Regions from separate parts of the Mus musculus genome. Here region 1 is linked to region 2. Evidence: chromatin contacts called from public Hi-C data. All regions are on one chromosome and are shown on one strand. The core of a region is the stretch at or near the end of the contact, and the rest is flanking DNA. Distances in the headings are between cores, read along the strand shown. Region 1 overlaps Ncoa3 (nuclear receptor coactivator 3). Region 2 has its middle 51 kb from the start of Gm29993.

Region 1 (2,706 bases), core at 95-2,594, 280 kb after region 2:
TTTATTTATTATATCTAAGTACACTGTAGCTGTCCTCAGACACTCCAGAAGAGGGAGTCAGATTTCGTTACGGATGGTTGTGAGCCACCATGTGGTTGCTGGGATTTGAGCTCCTGACCTTTGGAAGAGCAGTCGGGCGCTCTTACCCACTGAGCCATCTCACCAGCCCTACACTGGTTTTCTTTTGATGTTTGAAAACCAGAGAATCTAATTACCTACATTCATTACTACATTTCAACCAAATCACCATTCATTTTCTCCCATCCTTTTGAGACTTGGTTGTCCCATTCTACAGACATGAGTTCTGAACTACACAGGAGTACACAAGACACAGTGCAGATGCAGCTTCAGGCATCTGGGTTCTGAGCCACCACCGGTCACATGTACTGATTTACATTTTTTCCCTTGTTTGCAGCATTTGCTTTTGGTTGCTTTCTCAGGTGTAGCTAACCATTCCTTTGTGTTTGATGTTTAAGGGACAAGCTTTGGAGTCCAAACAGGATGTTTTCCAAGGCCAAGAAGCAGCAGTAATGATGGATCAGAAGGCTGCACTATATGGACAGACATACCCAGCTCAGGGTCCTCCCCTTCAAGGAGGCTTTAACCTTCAGGGACAGTCACCATCGTTTAACTCTATGATGGGTCAGATTAGCCAGCAAGGCAGCTTTCCTCTGCAAGGCATGCATCCTAGAGCCGGCCTCGTGAGACCAAGGACCAACACCCCGAAGCAGCTGAGAATGCAGCTTCAGCAGAGGCTACAGGGCCAGCAGGTAAGACCGGGCTGTCAGGGGCTCTTAGGCTGTGCTCTCCGTGGCCCTTGCCACCGGCTCTCCACTCTTTGCTAACTAAAGGAATCCCTTTTGCTTTCACTTCTCTGTAAGATTTTGTTTATGCAGACAGTTCCTTGATAAGGAGTGTGTATTAAACTTGGGTATCTTTCTATATGTATATTCTTTGCTATAACATTAGCAGTGGCAAAATGGCTCAGTGGGTAAATGTACTTTCCAAGCAAGCCAGGCAAGCCAGTTTAATTCTTAGAGCCTTGCTTAGTGCATGCTGTTAATCCTAGCACTTGAGAGGCAGAAAGAAGCACAGGTCTCTGTGAGTTCCATGGGTCAGCCTGGTCTACAGAGTGAGTTCCAGGCCAGTTAGGACAGCACAGTGAGCTGTTTGACACAGGACAGGACAGCAGGAGGAGCAGTGTGTCTTGATGGCCCTTGGAAGGCATTTCCTCAGCTTTTTGTTTTAAAGACAAGATCTTGATGATTGTCTAGGGGACTTGTAACCACTTCTGTCTCAACCTCTCCTGCCGGGATTGCAGGCATGCAATGCGTTAAGCACCCCTGTTGACTCAGTATTTTAATGGAAATCACTTCTTGATGCACTTTGGGGCCGGAGGCATGCTCAGTGGTTAAGAACACTTGTTGCTCTTGCAGAGGACCCGTGTTCAGTTCCTGGCACCTACTGTGGGCAACTGACTGTCTAACCTCAGTTCTAGGGAATCCACACCCTCCTCTTTCCTTAATCTGCAGTTGCTTTAAAGCATATTTGTATGGTTGCACGGGCTGGTGAGTGCTTGTTACCAGGTGGCAGTGAGTCACCTGAGTAGGAGAGCCCAGGAAGCCAGAGCCAGGCTATGGCAGCCCCTGCAGCAGGCTCAGAACTGGGGAAGCTCTGTGCCTGTGCGCATGGTACTATTTTATAGCTTAGTCCTCCTTTCTATTAAGTGCTCACTAGTGTCTGATCAAGTCAGAGTAATTTTGATTGTCTGAGCAACAGTCCCTGGAGAAACTTGACACTGCATTCCTGCTGCAGTTGTTTAAGCCTCACACCGAGGCAGGGAATCGGCGCCAATGTCGCTGTCCAGGAACTCTGTCCTGCGAACTTTTTTTCTATTTTTTTTTTTTTTTTAAGGTTTCTTGTATTTTTAATAGTGTCTGTGCAGTTCGTGTTTGCGCGCGCACGCACGCACGCACGCACGCACGCATGCACGCCTGCAGAGGCCAGAGGTGTGAGGTGCACTAGAACTGGGGCAGTGGTGACTGAGCCACCATGTAGGTGCTGGGAAAGGAATCTGGTCCAGTGGATGGACTGTGCACGCTCTCAGCTGTAGAGCTGTCTTCCTTCTGCAGGATGTAAACGACGACGAACCAATTCAGTTTAAATGTGGCTCCCTAGCTTGGTGGGTCTGGAGAGATCTCACTGGGTGGGGGTAGTGTATAAAGCTGATTGGGGCTCACTAACACGCTCCACTTGACCTACTAACCCAACTCTGTTCAGTTTTTAAATCAGAGCCGGCAGGCACTTGAAATGAAAATGGAGAACCCTGCTGGCACTGCTGTGATGAGGCCCATGATGCCCCAGGTACGTTCCCTGCAGAGAAGGGGCCAGTCCAGGCGGGACCCACGCCCGGCCTGGCCTTAGCTATGCCTGTTAAATAATTCTGAAGTTTTTGTAAGAATTGGTTGTCACACTGTCTCTCTCTCTATATATATATATGTATGTATATATATGTGTGTGTGTGTGTGTATATATATATATATATATATATATATATATATATTAATGTTTATGAGTGTGTTATCTGCATGGATGTCTGTATCATGTGGAGGCCAGAAAAGGACATGAGATCTCCTGGACCTGGAGGTACAGATGGTTGTGAGCAGCCTTGTGGGTGTGGGAATTGAGCCATGTCTCCAGCTCCTG
Region 2 (2,700 bases), core at 93-2,592:
ACTAGCGTACAGCTGGTGCTTAATGAATGCGACAAGTGGGTTTGTAATTGCAGCTCTCCCTGAGCTGTCAGGTGGCCAGTAGGCTCGGGGCTGAGGTACTCTGGGGCTTTTGGCTAGTGCACAGCCGCGCGCACTGGTTCACAGAACGCATACATTCCATTAGTGTACACTTTCCCCACAAATTTTGACCCCAACTATAGCTGGGTGCCAGCCTGGTCTACAAACTACCCACAGCAGCATGGCACACCCACTAGGGCAGGGTTCACACCAGTCACCTTCATGCTCAGTTCACTTCAACAGCCACCAGGTCCCCAGCACCTCTTCTTTTGCTTCCCTAGATGCTTGGTCCTGCCTTGGGGTTTTACCCTCCCACTTGGAGGGTCTTCCTATCAGCATCTTGGCTCTCATAACTCACCGCTCACCATGGTCACCCCTGGAGTAGCTCTGGAAAGTCGTGCTGGCCAAACCCACCTCAGAGGGCTGATGTCATTCCAAAGGGGCCGTGTGGTGTCCAGGCCTTTATTGATTTTCTTTCTAGGTGCCCTTAATACTCAATCAACATTAAGAATTGTTGCCTGAGGGGCCAGCAAGATGGCTCACTGGGAAAAGGTGCTTGTTGTCAAGCTTGGTGACTTGGGTTCAATCCCTGAGATCCACATGGTAAGGAAAGTTCCACAAAGTTGTCCTCTATCACCTCCACAGACAGACAGACAGACAGAGACAGACGTAGACACTATACACACATACATTAAGTTTCTTAAAAGAGATGCTTTTAGTTTCTTGCCTCCTGGCTGGGGGGTGGGGGTGGGGTCAGATGTCAGATCCCCAGAATGACTGTCCCCAGCCCCGCCCTCCTCTCTGCCCTACTCACCTTCAACAACTGGAACCACCTATGTATGCAGTTGTCTCCAACAAGGATGCTATTCCTACGTGTGCATATACCAGCCACATTTGGGTCATGACTGTGTGGCCCATGCTTGACTTAACAAACTGCAGCGCTAGAACGAACACTTTGGCACCTTCAGTTTTACTGTGCCCAGTGGTCTCCCTGAGCCTATGGGCTGCAGTTCTGCACATGGCCACCAGGTGGCGAGGGAGGCACTGGATTGCATTAACTGTTTTGGCTAGCCAGTTTCTGCCTCAGATCCCCTGCCTGCCCCTGCTAAGCGGAAGGAGAGGGTTGTGGAGGGGGTTCTGTGAATTCAGATTTGTAGTTTGGCATCTGAAAACACTCAACTCAGGACTTGGGGTGTATGTAGCTCCATAACAGGTAGCTAGTGTGAGGCCCTCGGTCCAAAGTTACCGCAAACACCCTCTGCCTAGCACAAAGTCACAAGAAGCCTGCAGCTGTGCCCCCACCTTCGGTGTCCCCGCCTACCTGCCGTACACAGTGACTCTCCCGGGTTGACTCCAATGAAACCAGAGCACGTACCAGGATGCTTGGAGATGATCTGCCGGCCACACGGGTGTGTGTGTGTGTGTGTAGGCTGTGAGGACTGCCCACCTGATACAACACACTTCCCCAGTATAAGGAATGACATTCGGGCTCTGTAATCAAAATGCTAATTAAAACCAAGCTCGCTGAGAAGTGTGTCCAATGTCTCATTTGTGTATACAAAGGGAGAGAGAAGTCTGCCCCGAGTAAATGCTGGACACTGAGGGGCATTCAAGGGCACTGGTCAAGGAGGGTGGCTCCAAGGGCCTTTACACCGCCCCTTTCAAAGGAGTTGTGTGACTGCGTTTGGCAGTTGAATAAATGATAAAAATCAAATGTTGCATAGTTTGTCCACTCCTTTATTTGAGACAGGGTCCCATGTAGCTCAGGCTGGTCGCTACCTCATTACCTCGCCAAGGGTGATTTTGAAGTTGTGATTCTCTAGCCTCTGCCTCCCAAGTGCTAAGATGACAGGTGTGTGCTACCTACCTTGCCTGGTTTTGTGAAATGCTGGGGATCAAACTCTGGGCCTAGTACAGGCCAGGTAAGCACTCTTCAAACTGAGTCATATTCCCAGGCTAAAATTCACAGTTTTAAAAAACCCACCATTTTCCCTACCTATGAGTGGACAACCCAGTTCTTCAAGTCTCTGCCTTTGTGGAGAGCTTGGGGGATGGGGGCTCAGGACAGGATGGCCCAGGGGTGGCTTTCTGAGGGCGGCCCCTTAGTAACCCCTTTAACTCCTGAGGACACAGAAGGGGACAGGTCAACCCTTCCCATCACAACTAACACCCAACTGGGACCCACACCTCAGCATTTGCCCACACGGGTACCACCTATGCAGGCCTGAGCCCCAGACCAGAGATATGGGCATCTCTACCCAGAAGGCCACGGGAAACTTCAGCCTTTGAAGATGAACTTTCTGACCTAGAGCCAAAGATCGATGTACCAGTCACTTCAGGTGGCATTAGCACAGGTGAAGCGCTCATGAAGCCTGGCCTCAGAAGACTGCAGCTACCATGGGAGGTAAGAAAGTCCCAGTCCAGCCCACGTCCCGGGAGGGTGCCCGGGACCTCAGGAGACCTGTCTCTTGTGGCCATTCAAACCTGACACAGCCACACCCTGACCCACGGGAGATTGGCATGACCAAACCCTTTTGCCAAAACGGTTTAGTTTTTTTTTAAAAAGGGTTAAGAACCTGAAAAACTTGGGATGTCAAAGGGGGGAGAACCCAAAAGCTCATAACCGCGAGAGGACGCTGTTCA

The links. Hi-C and Micro-C count contacts between places; a contact is called where the count stands out from the background.
Region 1: a Hi-C map of embryonic stem cells shows a contact between it and region 2, with 3 times the contacts expected there. The contact joins two enhancer-like sites. A contact is called at or near these places in 1 of 39 promoter capture datasets (hippocampal neurons), 1 of 15 datasets of contacts at CTCF or cohesin (large pre-B cells), 22 of 484 Hi-C or Micro-C datasets (the 3T3-L1 cell line, the Ba/F3 cell line, the G1E-ER4 cell line and 10 more), 8 of 115 datasets of contacts at active chromatin or transcription factors (double positive thymocytes, embryonic stem cells, epiblast stem cells and 5 more) and 3 of 9 other capture datasets (adipose tissue, embryonic stem cells and liver).

Annotation. Positions count from the first base shown.
Region 1 is chr2:166,065,282-166,067,987 of GRCm38.p6, forward strand. Ncoa3 (nuclear receptor coactivator 3) reads left to right here. Exons shown (of 23, transcript NM_008679.3): 18 at 477-770; 19 at 2,281-2,364. Among named protein-coding and RNA genes, the nearest start is that of Gm52534, 54 kb to the right of the region's middle. Within about 2 kb of position 1,345, at least 5 of the 459 cell types and tissues checked have an H3K27ac peak or open chromatin away from gene starts, as enhancers often do. A contact at or near this core is called in embryonic stem cells, where this site is marked.
Region 2 is chr2:165,781,434-165,784,133 of GRCm38.p6, forward strand. No RefSeq gene overlaps it. Among named protein-coding and RNA genes, the nearest start is that of Gm29993, 51 kb to the left of the region's middle. Within about 2 kb of position 1,343, at least 18 of the 459 cell types and tissues checked have an H3K27ac peak or open chromatin away from gene starts, as enhancers often do. A contact at or near this core is called in embryonic stem cells, where this site is marked.